Linked DNA regions of Pelodiscus sinensis: region 1 is linked to region 2. A link is a contact called in public Hi-C data. All regions are on one chromosome and are shown on one strand. Each heading gives the region's core, a stretch centred on a gene start, on an enhancer-like site or on the middle of the called end of the contact. The rest is flanking DNA. Distances are from core to core; before and after follow the strand shown. Region 1 holds the start of SLC5A5 (solute carrier family 5 member 5). Region 2 holds the start of PLK5 (polo like kinase 5 (inactive)).

Region 1 (4,870 bases), core at 1,076-3,575, 450 kb after region 2:
AACCCCAGTGCTGTGAAAACACCAGTACATCGGAGGAAGTGGGTTATACCCACAACAGCACGTGATTCTGGTCCGTTTGGTTCCTTCTGAAAGTGTCACGGGGCTCTTCGAAGTTTGTAAAGCGAGGGACTAACCCAGCCAGCTCTCCCTAAAAATAGGGGCAGCTCGTGTCTCCACGTGTAGGGCCTGACCGAGGCGGGGCTGGAAGGGGGGCTGGGGAGGAGACGTCCCGCCACGGAGAAGGTTTAAACCGGGAAGGTTTCTAACAGGAGCAGGCTGGGAGATGGGGTATTTGCCGCAAGAATGTTTGGTTTCTGATGGACATTTTTTTAAGAGGCCCAAACGCCTGGGGTGGGGGGGGGGGATTCTAAACGTCAACCGCGGGGCAGACGCTGACACGTTCCGAGGTGATGCGGCGGCCTCCCCAGGAGAACTTCCATCTCACTGGAAACCTGCCTCTTGGTAGGAAGGAGAATGGGGAATTTTCACCGCGCCCAGCGTATTCTGCCTACATATTGATGGCTCCGGAGAGGCCAGCTGGGGAGCCAGGCCTGCAGGGCAGAAGTTGCAGGTGCCTGAGTCATTTTCCTGCCCTGCCCTAATCCCCCAAGGATGCAGCGTGCGGGACGTCCCCCAAAGAAACTGGTCTGTCCAGGATGGAGGTGTTCCTTGGACCTGCTGGGATGAAGATCTTGAATTCAAGGATCATCCGTGTCACTCTCTGGCTTTGCATGAAGCCGCCCTGGGGTTTCCTCTCTGCAAACTTTCCTGGGTGTGCGCCTGCCTCTCTCGCCCCCCAGCTGGGATTTACCGAGGGTGGGCACATGGGGACTCCTATCCCCTTGGGATTCAGATGTGCAGGGCGCCTCTAATATCTGGGCTCCCACAGGGAGTGGTCACTCAGCGCCTTTCTGCCCCAGATCCCGGCCAATGGGCCCACTAAACTTTTCCATGGGTGGATTTTTTCTTTGAAGTGTGGAATAAATTTTGTTATGTACACCAAGGCGTGTGTGAATGTGCACCACCCAGAGAAACACAAACCTAGCAGTGAGCCCCCTGCTAGTCAGCTGGGCAGCACTGGAATGTCTCCTGAGCAGCTACACAAATGCCCAGCTTACTGGGAACACTGACCCCGGCCCGGCAAGGTTGGGGGCACAGGAGTTTCCCTAGGCTACCCACCACCTCCTGATGCTCTGCGTGCGTGTCCCTCAGAGCCTGAATCCGCACGGCGGGGCGCCCGACAGCATCCCGGACAGCTGTGCAGAGGGAGAGGGAAGCTCTCTGCTCCCTTCCCCGGTGACAGCGCCCTGCGGCCTTCCTCAGCGGGGCTGTAAATTCCTTTCCCTGCTGCATCCAGCTCTTCTCTCCTCTCCCCCATTCTGCGATCCCTTACCAGGAAGCACCTGACACTTACTGCTCGGAACAGTTTCCTTGGCAGGTCCCTTCGCTGATTACACTCTCTCCACGCCGGTGGATGTGCCAATGCATTGCTCATAGCCTGCCACCACGCCCCGGGCCCCGGGCTGGAAAGCCTCTTTAAAAACTTCCTCCTGATGACTTCCAAGTACGGGCCCTCGGCGACCAGCACTGAAAGGGTGCCTGGCACCGGACGCCGGTTCCTTTCAGCCAAGCCTGGATGACCTTGGTCTCCCATCAAATAAATCAACAGACCTCGGGGAACACTAAGTCACCTCCTCCCTTATCGGCGAGCTGCTGGCAGAGCTGCTCCTGAAGAAAACCACAGCTCAGAGCTGCCCAGGTGGACAGAGCAGTCACTCCATCCCAGAGTGGTCCTGGATCACCAGGCAGCCTCCCGGGGCACTGTAGTTCCAACTGGCAGCAAACTTTTCTCCTGTTTGATCAGCGGCGTTTGATTGAGTTATCGAGCTGCTTCTGAAATTCACCATCAAAGGAGATTTTAGGAATCTCATTTTGACAAAGCTCAGGTCAGGATTTGAACCTGCTGCTGCCTTTTAAGCATCGTGCCGGCTTAAAACCCACCTGCTGTTCGATGCCATCGCCTCTCGACTTGCCGGGCGCAGGGTGGGACAAGGTTCTGAACAGACCAGACAGGCACCTTTTTGGGTTTTGATCCACCTGCCGTCTTTCAATTTCTACCCACCCCTTGGAAAACCTGGAGGTTCTCGGACATTTCTGGGTGTAACCTATTTTGATTTTTTCCCCTCCCGGAAAGCACCCAGCCCAGATTTTGTTGGTGGGTTTGTTTGCTTCGAAAATATTTGTCCCCTCTCCAGCTTGACACGAGAAACAGAGCGTGTGCGCCCCGGGTCCAACCTGCGCGTGTCTGTCTCTGAAACCCTTTGATTCCAGGCGCGATTTGCTGTTTTGGTTGGTTGCAAGCGCTATTATCTGTTCCCCTCTCCCGTGGTGAAATCCACGTGGCTCGTCGGAGGGGGTTTTCGGCAGCCTTGTGTCCCCCCGTCGGGTGTTTATTTCTGCCCTGTCTTTCGACCGGGGCGCGAGGCACTTTCCAAAGCTCTGCTCTGCGAGCGGAGCTGGCAGCTGGTTCTGGTGGGCCAGACGGGGGGAGCCCAGGGTCCGGTGACGTCCCAGGCGGGCAGCATGGAGGTGTTCGTGCCGCAGATGCTCACCTTCAGCCTCTGGGACTACGGCGTGTTCGGCCTCATGCTGCTGATCTCCACGAGCATCGGGCTCTTCTACGCCCTCGCCAAAGGCGGGCAGAAGACCAGCGAGGACTTCTTCACCGGGGGGCGGCAGATGTCGGCCGTGCCCGTAGGGCTCTCGCTCTCTGCCAGCTTCATGTCGGCCATCCAGGTGCTGGGCGTGCCCGCCGAGGCCTATCGCTACGGCCTCAAGTTCCTGTGGATGTGCCTGGGCCAGCTGCTCAACACCCTGCTGACGGCCTACCTCTTCCTGCCCGTCTTCTACCGCCTGGGGCTGACCAGCACCTACGAGGTGAGGGCGCCCGCAGGGCCTGGGCGGAGGGGGGGTCCTAGGAAAAACCCTGGGGGGGTTTCTTCAGGCTCCTGCTCGGGGCTGTGAGTTTGAGGGGGTGTTGGGGTTGGCGGGGGCGCTTATGGGAGCAGCAGGAGTGGGGCAGCCTTCCCCACGGGTGAACCCCCAGCCCCCGGCTCTGCCAGCTCTGGGCTCCCCCCAGCCCAGCCGGGCTCCTCCCTCCCGACCCCCAGCCCCCCGGCTCTCCCAGCTCTGAGCTGGTGCCCCCCAGCCCTGGCCTGTAGCCCCCCGGCTCTGGGCTCCCCCTAGCCCAGCCAGGCTCCTCCCTCCCGACCTCCAGCCCCCCGGCTCTCCCAGCTCTGGGCTGGTGCCCCCCAGCCCTGGCCTGTAGCCCTCCGGCTCTGCCAGCTCTGGGCTCCCCCCAGCCCAGCCGAGCCCCTCCCTCCCGACCCCCAGCCCCCCGGCTCTCCCAGCTCTGAGCTGGTGCCCCCCAGCCCTGGCCTGTAGCCCCCCAGCTCTGGGCTCCCCCTAGCCCTGCCGGTGCCCCTCCCTCCTGACCCACAGCCCCCCGGCTTTCCCAGCTCTGGGCTGGTGCCCCCCAGCCCTGGCCTGTAGCCCTCCGGCTCTGCCAGCTCTGGGCTCCCCCCAGCCCAGCCGGGCTCCTCCCTCCTGACCCCCAGCCCCCCGGCTCTGCCAGCTCTGGGCTCCCCCCAGCCCTGCTGGTACCCCTCAGTCCCCACCTGCAGCCCCCCGGTTCTGGGTTCCCCCCAGCCCTGCCAGTGCCCCTCCCTCCCTCCCTCCTGACCCCCGACCCCCAACCCTCGAGGTGCTGAGTGGGGAGGGTCAGGAACGGCCCAGCTCTCTGCTGGCCAGGCAGAGTCTTATCACTAACAAACACCAGGGATAAGAGGAGCGGATCAAGTCCCTGGCCCTAGACCTGGGGGGCAGAGGAGGGATGGTCCGAGGGGCCCCCTGGGATCCTGCCGTCCCCCTGCTCCGCTGGCGCGACTCAGGAGGCCTGGGTTCCGTTCCCGGCTGGGGGCGGACGGGCTTAGAACCGGGGACTCGGAGACTGGGGGTGCCGAGCGCCCGGCCTGGATTCCTGGCCCTGCTGGGATCGCAGGCACATGCCAGGGCTCCCCGCCCGGCTTCCAGACCCGCGGGGGCAGACTCTGCTCCGGGCCAGGAGCAGGGGCGCTGAGACGCTGCTCCCGGGAGATTCCCCGCTCGGATCCGCAGAGGGGCCAGCGCGCCGTGGGCTGCCCCTCTTGGACTGATCGGTCCGGGGGGGAGGGGTCCCAATCAGAGCCCCAGAGCCAAAACCGGGTCTTTCCCCGGGTGGCCCCCGTGGGCCCTGCTCCACCTCCGAGGCCTTCACCGGGGACTCAGGGCGCTCGTAGGCCGGCGGGAGGGGAGCCGCAGGGGGTTCCCCGTCCAGGAAGCCCCTGGTGCCAAGGCAGAAAGAGCCCCGGTCACCGCACATCCCACGGGGCCCCCAAACTCCAGCTCTTGGTCAGGGTGTGGGGGAGTGAAGTGGGAACCCCCAGGAGGGGCTGGGGCGCTGCAAAGCATTCTGGGAAGCAGCCCACACCCCCTCTGCCTGCCCCCTCGTCTGGGGGGCTCGGAGCTGGGCCTTCGCTGCCCCGCTCGGGGTCACGGCCGGTCTGCACTGCTGCCTGGGGCCCGTTGAGGCCTCTTCTCCGAGGGCGGCCCCCATTCGCCACCCCCCCAAGCCTCGACGCTCGCCCACGCCGGAGCCTCTCTCAGGTCCTGGCTGCTCCACGCCCCCCGGGCTTTGGAGAACAGCCCGGGCGACGGAGCCCTCCGGAGGAGGCAGCCCGGGCGGCTCAGTGCTCCGGGAGCTTGATTCCGCAGCAGGTTCCCTGCTCAGACGGCGCCTGGGTGCTCAGCCCTTCCAGGCCGGGTCCCCCGG
Region 2 (4,741 bases), core at 699-3,198:
CTCAGGGCCGGGCAAACTGGGCCCATGCCCAGGGCACCATGGCCAGAGGGTGAGGGGCACCAGGGGATGGAGGGTACTGGGCAGTGGGGCAGGGTATGCTGGAAGCGCAGGGCTGGGGTGGGGGGCACAGGTGCAGGAAAGAGCAGGGGTTGGCATGAAGGGAGCACTGGGTACAATGCAGGGTTAGTGGTAAAGGGGGTACAGGACAGGGCGCAGGCCTGGGGAGCCTCTGGGGAAATGGGGGGTGCTATTCCCACGAGGTCAGAATACACAAGTTTGCCCAGGGTACCAATTTGCCCAAGGCCGGCCCTGCGCAATCCACCCCGGAGCCCAGAAATGCCCGGGGACTGGCCGTCACGGCACCAGACGGGGTGCAATGGCCGGGGGGAGCGGGCACAAAGGGCCCCCCATACTGATACCCAGCTGCCAAGCAACAGGCTGCGTCCTGCTCAGAGCCAGATGCTCCGGGGAGCCAGGGCAGGGGGGCTGCCTGGTGTCTTGCACAGAATCAGAGCCACAGCTGGACGCCAGAGGGAGCCAGGCCTCCGGGCGTGTGCAGGGGAGTCTAGGCTGGCCCCGGGGTCAGGATCCGGGCTGTCGGCTGCCCAGGGCACGGCCAGTCCAGGGAGGGCTCCCCCAGCAGGGACTGCAGAGGGAGAGCCCGGAGCGGGGAGAATACCCCAGAACAGAAGCAGAGGGGCAGCCGAGTGAGTATCTGCAAAACCAACGCGGAGGCCTTAGCGGCTAGCGGCTGTATTGGGGCACCAGCTTTCATGGGACCCCCCTCCCTTGGGCAGATCCCAGCGGAGAGTCGCTTGCCCAGTGGCCCCCAGGGGGAGCAGTCGGAATTATTTTGCTCCAGCGCTGCCGTCAGTGTCTCCAAGGAGACAAACCTTAAGGGCCAAGGGGGGAGGCGACCTTGCCCCAAAAGGGGCTCGCTGAACGTTTCTGAATCTCCCCAGCCCCCGTGAACCCGGCCTGTCCCCTCAGTGCGGGGGCACCCGCCCCGGGGATGCTGGGAAACAAAGCCTCAGCAGCGGTGCCCGCTGGGCATCTCACGGCACTTTCACTTCCCCATGAGGCCCTACCTCAGGAGGGGATATGGATCTGTCCCCCGCACACACACACGCCGAACACAGCCACCTCTGGGGTGGAGCATGGCAGCCACTGAACAGCTGAGTGGAACGCTCCTGGAGAGCGGGGCGCTGGCACCTGTCAGAGCAGGCTGCATCCAGTTGAAGAGCCCTGAGGTGCTGGCCCCTGGCAGCATTGCCCTGGCTGAGAACACGCACCTGGCAGGGGGCAGGGAATCTGTCCGTATGGGCTGGAATTGGGGGCAGCGAGTCCCCACAAAGCCACATTTTAGCCGGGTGAAATAAGGCTCCGGACAGCGTCCCTGGAGGCGTCACGTGGATCCCCACTGCTGCCACCAATTCTGTAGGCAGCCTTGGGCAAGACCCTTGCTCGGCCTGTCTTTGTTTGCTCAACCCTCCTTCTCCCTCCTTTGTCTAGCTAGACCCCGAGCTCCTTGGGAGACGGGCTGGCAGGGCCTGTGCCGGGCCTGGCACAACAGGGCCGGGTGTCTCCGAGGCATCATTGTGACAGACAAGGGATATTTGCATTGTCCGCCCCAGCGCCACCCTCGCTGCTGCACGCCCACCGAGAGCCCCAGGCTGCTGCTGGCTGGGTCACGGATTTGCCACCTTTCTCTGGCTAAAAGTGTTTGCAGGTGGGGGGGGCTGTCGGGCTCTTTAATCTCTTACCGGCACATTTGACATCACCGCCGTCCCTGCCCTGCTGCCCCCGCTCCAAGGACACCAGGTGAGGGCCAGACAAGGCCTCCCAGAGGCCCAGCTGCTGCTCCCGCAAGGACAGGAGCCTGGAGTCCCCTTTAACGAACTCCGCCGGCCCCTCCTCTCTGCCCGCCCCCGGGCGGTGGAGCCTTGAGCCCACGGCTCGGGCACCCAATCGGCAGGCGCTGGCCAGGCATTATAAGAGGGTTGCCAGGGGGCGCCGGCCAGACCCAGCGGGGAGCAGGGAGGCAGAGCTGGGGGCCAGGGGCTGGGGCCAGCGACAAGCAGAGGGGCTGGGGAGGATGGAGCACCCAGCTGGAAGGAGGGCGCAGGGAGCCAGCCTGAGCTACTTCATCCAGGATCCAGGCACCGGGACGCTGTACAGGAGGGGGCAGCTCTTGGGGAAGGTACCTTGTATCTGCTTGGTTAAGCCCCCCCCCCCCCCAGACTTCCTCCTCCCAGCTGTTAGGGGGAGAGTCTGAACCCAGCTGAGAGGGTGGCTTCTCCTCTGGGCCGGTCATGGGTTCAACCCTCCCCCCTCCACCGTGAGGCATTGTCTCCTCCAAGGTGGCTGGGGAAACTGAGGCACGAGGCGAGCGTTTGGCCCAGGGTCATCAAATCCGTGACGGAGCTGGGTCCTGACCCCAGGAGCCTGGTGCCCCCCGCCCCTCCCCCGCCAGAGCCACTAGGCAGCGCTGCCTTCGCAGAGCCGGGATGAGATATCCCACCCCCCCCCCTCCGCGGGGCTGTACAAGAGCTGATATGGGGAGTCGCTGCACAAATCCCCGTCCCCTTCTCTGTTCTTAGCCCGTCGGGCCCCTGCCGCCGGGAATGGGTTCAACTCCTCCCCCTTCCCCCGCGTCACCTCCAGTGTCGCTGGGGAAACTGAGGCACGAGCCAGGCCGGGTGATGGGCCCAAGGTCATCTAATCCATGACCTCATTGCTCTGCCACACAGCCCTGGCCCCCGCGTTGTGGCAGAGGCGAGGAGAGCCCGGGGCGGGAGGCCCCCTCGGCCGGCCACGCTGCCCCCCCGCGTATCCCGGCAAGGGGGGGGTCAGAGCTAGCCATGGGACCCCCTGGGTCCCCGCCCCTCCAGGGGGGAATGAGCCTTCGCTGCTGCCCCCGGCAAGGGAGGCGCTCCCCGGACGAGCCCCACAGGGCGGGGGGGCAGGACGCAGCCCCCCCCCCAGCCTAGCCCCCCTCACGGCTCCTGCTTGCGCGCAGGGCGCTTTCGGCCGGTGCTACAAGTTCACGGACAGATCCACGGGCCGGGTCTTCGCCGCCAAGATCGTCCCCCGGGACCGCGTCTCCCAGCTGGGCCGGGGCAAGGTGAGCAGGGCGGGGGGGGGCCCTCTAGCCCGGCCAGAGAGGAGGGGTCTGTGCCCCCCCCATCCTCCCAGCTGGGCCGGGCCAGGTGAGCAGGGCGGGGGGGCCCTCTAGCCCGGCCAGAGAGGAGGGGTCTGTGCCCCCCCATCCTCCCAGCTGGGCCCTGCTCCGCCTTCCCCCAGCTGGGAACTCTGGGGGGGGGGAGGTTAACCCTTTCCTTGCCAGCCTCGGGGTCACTCGATTCCCCCTCCCCCGCCAAGCCCCGTTCCCAAGCGGGGGGGGGGTAACTCCCGGTGTAAACAAAGACCCCCCCCCAGCCTGTCCACATGCCCCTTGTTCTCACCATCCCCCAGCCCGGGGGGGAGGGGGTCGCCCAGCCCCCTGCAGAGTTGCTGTCCCTCAGCATCCCAGAGCCAACCGCTGGCCCCATGCAGGGATGAGTCCGGGCAGGGTGAGTCCCCGTCTCATTCCTACAGGGGGCACCAGAGAGTCCCTCTCTAGAGTGTGACTCAGCTGTTGGTTCCACCCCAGAGCCAGCTGCATTTTGGCAGTAGAGGTGCGATTTCCCCGCCCCCTGCGCCCATTGCCCACTGCTTTGGCCTCCCTTTGCCCCAAGAGACGTCTGATCTCGTTGGCCTGGCAGTCTCGCTGTCGTTTTCACCAGCTCGTGTTGGCATCGACCAAAGCGCAGGACTGCTGTGGGCTTGCTGGGTTCTGACTGTCACGAAATGGCCAGGGGTGGGTGGACATGCACAGCTGCCATCTCTGGGCTGGGATCTGAGCTGCAGGGCTGTGTGTCATAGACCCTGTGCTGCGCGCCATTAACGGGATTCTCCTATCGCTCAAGGAGCCAATGGGAGCAGGATGCGCTGGATTCGATCCCTACAGCTGCCGGAGCAATCCCAGGGGCTGTGTGCTAGGCCCCAGGGACACGCAGCCCCATGCTGTTGTGTGTGTCTGTGTGTGCACGCCCAGGGACACGCAGCCCCATGCTGTTGTGTGTGTCTGTGTGTGCACGCCCAGGGAAACGCAGCCCCATGCCGTTGTGTGTGTGTGTGTGTGCACGCGCGCCCCGGGACACGTGGCCCCATGCTGTTGTGTGTGTGTGTGTGTGAGGCCAGGGACATGCAGCCCCATGCCGTTGTGTGTGTGTGTGTGTGTGCACACGCACCCCGGGACACGCGGCCCCATGCTGTTGTGTGTGTGTGTGTGTGCGCCCAGGGACACGCAGCCCCATGCTGTTGTGTGTGAGTGTGTGTGAGGCCAGGGACACGCAGCCCCATGCTGTTGTGTGTGAGTGTGTGTGAGGCCAGGGACACGCGGCCCCATGCTGTTGTGTGTGAGTGTGTGTGCGCGCCCAGGGACACGTGGCCCCATGCTGGTGTGTGTGTGTGTGTGTGTGTGTGTGTGTGTGTGTGCGCCCAGGGACACATGGCCCCATGCCATGGTGTGTGTGTGTGTGCGCCCCAGGACACATGGCCCCATGCCGTTGTGTGTGTGTGCGCCCAGGAACACGCAGCCCCATGCCATGGTGTGTGTGTGTGTGTGTGCGCCCTGGGACACAGGGCTCCATGCCATTGTGTGTGTGTGTGTGTGTGTGTGCGTGTGTGTGTACATGCA

The links. Hi-C and Micro-C count contacts between places; a contact is called where the count stands out from the background.
Region 1: a Hi-C map of an unstated tissue shows a contact between it and region 2, with 16 times the contacts expected there. The contact joins the promoter of SLC5A5 here to the promoter of PLK5 in region 2. A contact is called at or near these places in 2 of 5 Hi-C or Micro-C datasets (blood and an unstated tissue).

Annotation. Positions count from the first base shown.
Region 1 is chr19:17,972,174-17,977,043 of ASM4963464v1, forward strand. SLC5A5 (solute carrier family 5 member 5) reads left to right here and starts at 2,326. Exons shown (of 15, transcript XM_075902755.1): 1 at 2,326-2,937. The coding sequence starts at 2,584.
Region 2 is chr19:17,521,481-17,526,221 of ASM4963464v1, forward strand. PLK5 (polo like kinase 5 (inactive)) reads left to right here and starts at 1,949. Exons shown (of 14, transcript XM_075902726.1): 1 at 1,949-2,200; 2 at 3,020-3,124. The coding sequence starts at 2,096.